Linked DNA regions of Macaca mulatta: region 2 is linked to region 1. The links are chromatin contacts, called in public Hi-C maps. All regions are on one chromosome and are shown on one strand. The core of a region is the stretch at or near the end of the contact, and the rest is flanking DNA. Distances in the headings are between cores, read along the strand shown.

Region 1 (4,269 bases), core at 1,372-3,871:
TCAAGTTTTAATTATTTGTTCCCAAGTCATTAAACCCAATTCCATCCTCAAATCTGTTAACCCAGTCCTAACTATGGCAAATGCTGTGGCCCTGTATCAGATACCAGCAGGGACAGTCTGTCATCTTAAAATCTTCAGCTCCCAACTGACAGCCACATGCCCTGATGTAAGGCACTGCATTCTTATGTACCTAATCCCCAATCTGTCACTCCACTCCTGACACCTCCACTCCCAGTAATTTGCCTTTCTGCAAGATATTACTCTGATTCCCAAGCTATACCCATTGAAGATCTTACCTTAATATATGTTACACTCAACACCAACGGGGTCCAAATCAGACAGGCACCTCTCTGGTCCTTCAATGGGGCTCATCCATCCTTACCTGCCCACCATCTAGTTCTTCTCATGCTTTAGAGTCCTTCATTACCCCATTCCCTTCCCAAACCACCCTTATTTCAATGTTCCTTCAAACCAGATCCGCCGTTGTCCAAATGATGAAGACACTTCTTCATTTCCCTCACATTGAGCCCTTGTGCTCTAGCATCCTTCACTCCACAGACTCTCCCACCTGTACCCTAAACTCCTAGCCTCATTCCATCAGTTTCCAGAACCCTCACTTCTCAGGTCCCACCAGTTCCAAAGCACCAATTTATCTCCCAAACTTCGAGTTCAACTGCTGTAAATACAATCTTACCCCTGTAAGACAGCCCTCATTTCCAAATCACAACCAAATGCCAGTCTTGGTCTACACCTTCCGCCATCAACAGTTTTCAAATCTGTCACAATTAGGGTCTAGTCAGGCACCTTGATGCCCCTGACTGAATCTCCTCATTCCTTGTCATATTCCTGGTCACACCCACAAATCTATTACCATTCCTCAGATCCCAGATTTCAACTACTCTCATTCTCAAGGCCTTCTCATTCCAGTTGTATTTTGCATTCTCTCAGTTCAATTATAGAGATGGTAAAATCTGACACCCACCTGCCTCAACTGAAATCTTGGATGGGTCTCCACTTCAATTTTTAACCTTCCTCCTCCCACTCTTCTTAACTGGAACATTCTGGCCTAATGACCCCCATCAAAACTGTACCCATCCCAGCCACACCCACCTAATTCTCACACCTCCACACGCCCTTCATTCCAGCTCACTCCTCTCAAGCAGCACACTTCATCTGTTCCGCATTGCTGGCCACCACCAAATCTGCCAAGTGCCCATGCATCCCTCCGTTCTAGAGACATCCCTACCTCGGTCTCAATTTCTGGTAATCCCTACCTATCCTGCCACCTATGTCTCCACTGTCCCTTCTGCCCAATTTCAATACTCCCGTCCTCCTTCTCCTCATCTGCCCAGATACAAGCACTGTGATTCCTCTCTGACCCCAACTATTGACTTCCATTTCCTCCTCCAAATGCGTCATCCCCTTCCCCGCTTAAAGCCTGCTCCTAGCTTCCCTCTCTAGACAAATCGCTGCCACGCCCCTCCCCCAATGCTGGCCCTATCTGTTCCCCTCCCCCCATACGCGTCACCCTGTCCCCTCCTCCTACCAAATCTGTCGTCGCCATCAAATCCAGAGCCCCCATCTCCGGTAAACCGATAGCATTCCCCTGCAAAATTCTTTGCCTTCGCACTCTCCCACCAAATTAAATCACAATGAAACCCAAGACCTGTCTTCTCTGTCCACCCCCAGTCTGGTGTCCTTCTTTCCCTCCTAAATTTCTGGCCCTGGTGCCCACTTTGTCCCCACCCCACGACGTTTTACATCCATCTCTACCAAATCCAGAGCCCCCGTTCCCCTCTACCCCAAATATGTGCTCCTCAGCCTCTAAACACTTCGCCCGGGCCCCCAACCTTCCTCCCCATCTCTTCACCCAAACTTCTCGCCCCTCCCCCAATTATGTTGCTTCTTCCCTCATCCCAAATTCGTTCCCTTCCCTATCCCAAGTCCATCGTCCCCACTCCTTTACTTCCCAAATATGTTTTTCCAGACCATCGCCCCCTCCTTGGCACCCCCCAAATCGCTTGTTCCTTCCACCCTCTCCCAAATCCGCTATTACTCTAACCCTTTCTGCATTCTAAAACCCGTGACCTCTGCGTTCCCACACGGCTTCCCTCCCCTCCCACCCACTTCGGCCCCCCAAACCCGCCGTCCCCACCCCTCTCCCCAAATCCGTCGCCATTGACTCCCCGCCCCAATCCTCCAAATCCTGGCCTGTCACCTTCACATCAGTCTCTCATCTCCCTACGGCGCCTCTGGTCCCCCACCTGGATGAGCAGCTTCACGTAGAGCAGGGGATGACTGAGCGCCGTCACGCCCGCGCCCAGTGCCACGAAAAGAGCCTCAGTGGTCGGGGCGTTGTCCCCAGACCCCAGGCCCCCTGACCCGCCGTCCATCCTGCGGGCCGAGGGCTGAGCCGCAGGCCGAGGGTGGCGAGGATGTGCGCGGTGCGCGGGCGGTGGATCGCGAGCTCGGGCCTCGACCCCCGCCGCCGCTCCGCCGCGAGCTCCGGCTCCAGCTCCGGCTCCCGCCATCCCCGCGGCACCGCCGCGAGCCCAGGGCGCCACTTCCGGGTCCAAAGCTCCCATGGCACCCGGCGGCGAGGTCACTCCCTGTCACGTGACGGAGGCCGCGCCCCTCGCTGGCGTCAGGGGGCAGGGCCGGGGCGCACCACTCTCGGCCGCGGGGGAGCTCGGGAGCGTGGCGCGGCGGGTGGGACACGCCGGATGTGGCCCCCGGGCCGGTGGGAGCCTAGCAGGACACTGGGTTGCGGGCCGGGGATCAATGGTGGCGGGCAGCCGGGTCCCCGGGCTCGGGAGCTGTGGCGGCTGTCGCAGGCCGGGGCGCTCCCCCGGGAGGCCCAGAGCACGCGGGGGCGGGGTTCGGTGCCTCCGGCTGCCAGACGTCCCCAATATGGTCTGAGGCGCTTCCAAGCCCCCTCCCTGGCTTCGGGATTTTTCTCTGTAGTTCTCTGCCCGCCCCTTTGCGGCCCAGATCCCAGTCGCCGCGGCCTGCGTGGAACTCTGCGCGAGCTGAATCTCCTGCTGCAGAACGACCCCGAGCCCGAACCCGAGCCCCTCCGCGGCCCCAGCCTCTTTGTCCGACCCCTTTCCCATCTCCCCTGCCAGGAATGCTCTCCCCACCAGAGCAAATCCAGATGTCCCCTCGGCGACTGTGGGCACCCTCCCCAACTGTGGAGCCTTCGCACGCCTTCCTCAGAGTCCGTGGTTGTAAAATTTGTTTTTCTCTAAAGTATTTGAGTGTCTCCCTCACTAGATCCTGAGGGTTTTAGTGAGTCCCTCGGTGTGAGCACACGCAGGCACTGCTGGGCGCCTGTAGTTGATTCTTAGTTAATACAAGTGAATAATCATAACTAGACCTTAATTTGCAGGAACTGTGTGACAGGCACTTTTTAAAATGCTTTACACGTGTTGATTCAAGTGTAATCCTCACAAGAACCCTGCGAGGAAGATAGGACAGCAAGTGCCCTGTTCCTGTTTGTAAACGTGCATTACACCCTGCAACAATACCTACAACAGAACCTTGCTAGTTGTGGGGGTTCGCAATAAAAGTTTCTGTTTGAATGAATCCTAGAGTGTGCAGGGACACAGCAATGGAAGACCTGGTCCCTTTGTCTGTACTTACCCTATAGCCAGTTTATTGTGAGACACCTGCCTTCTGGCCACTTTTACTGTTAGTCCAGGTTTCCCAGTCTGTCCTTTCTGACTCCCTGCCTTACCTCCTAAAAAGCTACCTCCCCTTTTCCCACTCTTGATAATGAACACTATGCACTTTCCACGTTCAAAGCATGCCACACTCCCTGTCTCCCTCGCCTTGGCCTCCCTAACCCAGGCTTGTCCTAGTGAAATCACTTGCAAAGCCTGCCCTTTCAACTTGCTGTGTTTTCTCCATCAAACACAATTTTCATCGAACATCCCCCAGGAGCACCTTAAATGACTTCCTTTTGCCTAGGTTCTGATTTAGCTTTCTCAATAAGGACCTGAAAGTCAAATTCCTAGTGCCACACTAACTCTCTACCAAGAAGAGGCGATAGGTTTTAGTTTGGGGGTGGGAGTAGGGGAGGATGATTTACTTCCCCATCCTTCTGAAACTTCCTCACAGGAACCTTTTCCTTCTTTGGGCTTTTCGTCCCGGTTTTTCTCCAGCTGTCTGTTTTTCCTTCTGAACTTGGCTGTTCACCGTTGAGCCTTTTACTGTGCCTTACATGGTCACCTAACTTTGGGCCTATACTGTATTTGGCCCTTTCAGACT
Region 2 (4,242 bases), core at 592-3,091, 95 kb before region 1:
CCGTAACCTCAGCACTTTGGGAGGCAGAGGTGGGTGGATCCCCTGAGGTCAGGAGTTCAAGAGTCTGGCCAACATGGCAAAACCCTGTCTCTACTAAAAATACAAAAATTAGCCTGGCGTGGTGGCAGGTGCCTGTAATCTCAGCTACTCAAGAGGCTGAGGTGGAAGAATCACTTGAACCCAGGAGGCGGAGGTTGCAGTGAGCTGAGATCGCACTGCTGCATTCCACCCTTGGTGACAGAGCGAGACTCCCTCTCAAAAAGTAAATACAATAAAAATAAATATTCAGTTGTAGGGGATTAGTGAAAAGACCTGTTAGTCAAGGAAGTAGACTCTTCATCTAGCTCATTCTTTTATCTATTTAATTTTAGGTGGTTTGGCTTATGGGGACCCTGGTTAAGGAGCATACTCCTAACTCTTGCTATTATCCACCCAATAATCATAATAGTCTCCCTGGTGCACTGTATTCTTTCAAAGGTTTTAAACGCTTCCATGCAGCCATCTCTAGAATGTCAAATGGTCTCTCTTCAACTGGAATAACGAAAACTGAAAGAAATGTGTGACCATGAGGGCACCATAACCTATGAATGACATGCTGAGACCAGAAACCCAAAATGGTGGTAACTGAGAGTGGTGCTAAGGCCCTAAGTTCTGGTCACACTGTCACCTAAGTAAGAACCTGGCCAAAAGTGGGAAATTTTTTTTAAACAAAATTATGGGAGGCCATTATTTTGGACTGAGCTCATGCACTAGGCCCCAACAAACCAAACTAAAATGGAGTCACTCATGCTAAATGTGACATAATCAAACTAAGGCTTTAAAAAAACACATAAATGCTAAAACAGACCAGGTTTTGTTTTTCTCCTGTAAACAGGATGTTCCAGCATAAGGAGGTATCCTCTACTCAGTCCTTATTCTCTCCCTGCAAAACCCACTGTTCTACTGTTTCCTAGTGAGTTTCAAAACCATATAGGTACACTTATGACAGTGATAACATCAGTAACTAAGGTTTTGGTCAATCTCTCAAAATTGAGAAAATGACCAAAACAGGGGAATTGTTAAGGCAAACTAAGTATGGCCTAAGAAGGACTCTGTCCTTCTATATTTAAGTCCTTGTAGATGAACTGTAATGTAGCTTAATAGTCAAACAAAATTGAAAACCTAACCTAATAGCATACATCTGTAATAATAACTGAGTAGTGGCCAATCCCAGTGGCCATACTTCAACCACTCACAGCCTGCTGAATATTCAAACTGCGTTCAAAGAAGGCAAACACTGAGCTGTAACCAACCTCACTGTTTCTGTACCCTACTTCCGATTCCTGTACCTCCCTTTGCCTTTTTTTGTCTATAAATTTGTTCTGACCATGAGGCACCCTGGTAGTCTGTGAATCTGCTGCAATTCTGGGAGTTGCCTGATTCGCGAATTTTTCATTGCTCAATTAAACTCCTTTAAACTTAATTCGCCTGAAGTTTTCTTCAACAGAGTAAGCTCTCAGTAATGAATGGGCTGAGTGTAAATTGGAGGGATTTGTTTGTCTTTCTCAAGAGTAGGAACTTCCGGAAGGAAGGGGCTGCTCTTCATTTACGTTTCCCTTCCACTCCCATCCCTTAATGCCTAACACACTGCCTCGCACATAGTACGGGACTCAGTAAATGCTCGTTCAATGGGTCAGTTCAGCTATGAAGTCTGTGTGTCAGTCCAGGTAAATAAGGGAGACAAGGATTTAGGACTAGGGCGAAAAGAGCCCGATCGGGAGAAAGACGCCAGGGGGAGCAATAACCTGCACTCTCCAGATATCGCGAGAGCTCCCGCGCTCGCCACGACGTTGAGTGTTCCGTTTTGGGCGGAAGCGCTGGACGAGAGGAGAAACTACTATAGGGACAAGGCCTCGCCCATGGAGTGGGGGTTGCTTCCGGGTCGCGCTCCCGGAAACAGGAAGTTGCCCATCCTCCTTGCCCGGCGGCAGCTGTCCGCGAGGCGGGAGGAGCCCGAGGGGGCGCGAGCCCCGCATGTGAGTGACTGGGGCCCGAGGCTGGGTGGGGGGAGGCCGCCCTGTGACAGCCTCGCCGCCGCGCCCGTCTCTGACATCCTCGCGCAGCCGCTCCTCGCCGCTGCTACCACCCTCTATCCCAGCGCTGATCCCTTTTCTGAGCCTCTCCAGTTTTGTAGACTGACAGCATCCCCTGGCAGCTCCCGCGGGGTCGACTCCCTTAAGACATCTGTCACTTTCCTTGACCACGCCGGGGAGAGCAAAACGAGGTCGACCTTGCTTGCACTTGCTTCTCAGGCATCACAGCAGTGTCCAAAACTTGAGCGTTGCTAATGAAGTCCAGATTTCTGCCCTTTTGACGGAATTTTTAAGAAATTAAGAGTAGATTCCCCACCCCCTTCTGAAAGATGTTTTTCTAATAATTTTTAGGGGGAATTTTTTTTTTTTTTTCCTTCAAGCGTGTACTTGGTATGTGATAAACCTGGCATCTTGGATTTCAGAAAGAAATATGACTTGGTTTATTGACACCAGTAAAATAGTTGTTTGTAATCACCTCTTAGTAGAAGGAAATTTGCCTGCGTCATGTTTTGTAGTAGTTTATGACTGTTAACTGTGCAGGCCACACTTTTTCTAGTCTCAGAGCCCTCATAGCCATAGTATTCGCAAATATGTTTCTTTTAAAGTATTTAGTCATCAATCACTTTATAACGGAGACTACTTCCAGATACTTAGTATTCTGGCTTTTCTGATTGCTCATTTGGTAGTTCCTGTGGTGGAATCTTCTATAGACGTCTCTCCCTTAACAAATTCGTTTATTTGAATTTGAGTTGTCAAAATTTCCCTCTAGGGAACAACATGCCTTTAAAATAAAAACTAATAAATCCAATTCTGCTACATTAAAGTGTTGACTAAAGGTTCAAATAGCCCAACTTGCGTACCAGAAAGAGGTCCTGTTTCTCTGTCAGACCTTTTCTGCCTTGGACTGAAGCATTTTTCAAGACCTGCTTTGAATACGTGTTCCTCGACAGCTGCTCCACAAACCAAAAACAATGTCCAAATGCTAGATTGCTAACCTGCTAAGGTTAAACCCTCATCACATTGATGCTACCTCTGCGTTTTTGTTTTTTTTTTTGAGACGGAGTCTCGCACTGTCGCCCAGGCTGGAGTGAAGTGGCGACCTCGGCTCACTGCAAGCTCCGCCTCCCCGGTTCACCCCATTCTCCTGCCTCAGCCTCCCGACCTCTGCATTTTTAAAAAAGAATAAAAGAATAAAACGTGAATAAACCATGAACCATGAGTTACATTCAGTTAGTTCGGAATGATAACTTTAGGTCCTTTCTATAAATTTGTTCAACATTGATCTGATTCGACATCTGAGGTGAATTCCCATGTCTGTTCTTAGTTTTTTGTGTTTTCTCCATTTATCTCTGCTTTCAAGAAACACTATTTAGGGTGGGAGGTAGACAGGAAAATAGATGTAATACAAAGCCCTAGAGGTTCATAGGACAAAAACTGAGGTCAGCGTCTTAAAGAGTTCACTTATTGGACAAAGCACTGGAGATTAGGCTTTTTAGGCAGAGGAAATTGTGTATGCAAAAGCAAAAAGATATGAAACCATGTAACAGTGTAGAATGTGAAGAAGGATTGATGGGAAATGAAACTGAACAGGTAGGCAGTGACCAGATCATAAAGGGCCATGGTAAGTAATTTGGACTTTATCTTTAAAAAGAATCTCACTCCATCACCCAGGTTGGAGTGCAGTGGTGCGATTATGGTTCACTGCAGCCTTGAACTCCTGGGCTCAAGCTACCCTCCCACCTCTGCTTCCCGAGTAGCTGGGTCTGCAGGCGTGCACCACCACACTCGGCCAATTTTTATTTTTATTTTTTTTTGTAGAGTCAAAGTCTTGCTATGTTGCCCAGGCTGGTCTTGAACTCCTGGGCTCAAGCAGTCCTCCCATCTCAGCCTCCTGGTGTCAGGATTACAGGCATGAGGCACCATGCTTGACTTGGGACTTTATCTTAAAATAATTGTTATTAGGTATTTAATTTGTCTGGCTATTGGAACAAAGGTGTTACATCATTTTATAATTCTCTTAAAACATTGTGGGGTAGAAATAATTATCCCCATTTTATACATGAGAACTCTGAGGCTTAGAGAGGATAAGTAGTGTCTCCTGGCCACACACTAAGTGGTAAAATCTAGAGTTTGCATCCAGCTTTTTCCAACTCCAGTATCTGTGTTCTTA

What was found. A called contact is a pair of places that touch in the nucleus more often than the background predicts.
Region 2: a Hi-C map of fetal cortex germinal zone shows a contact between it and region 1, with 2.8 times the contacts expected there. The contact joins the promoter of C4H6orf89 here to the promoter of MTCH1 in region 1. A contact is called at or near these places in 4 of 14 Hi-C or Micro-C datasets (cortical neurons, fetal cortex germinal zone, fetal cortical plate and 1 more).

Annotation. Positions count from the first base shown.
Region 1 is chr4:145,271,638-145,275,906 of T2T-MMU8v2.0, reverse strand. It overlaps MTCH1 (mitochondrial carrier 1), which reads right to left and starts at 2,621. Exons shown (of 12, transcript XM_015136258.3): 1 at 2,265-2,621. The coding sequence starts at 2,585.
Region 2 is chr4:145,365,492-145,369,733 of T2T-MMU8v2.0, reverse strand. It overlaps C4H6orf89 (chromosome 4 C6orf89 homolog), which reads left to right and starts at 1,841. Exons shown (of 8, transcript NM_001258161.2): 1 at 1,841-2,015. The coding sequence starts at 2,014. It overlaps LOC144340395 (a long non-coding RNA gene), which reads right to left. Exons shown (of 2, transcript XR_013416466.1): 2 at 1,957-3,730.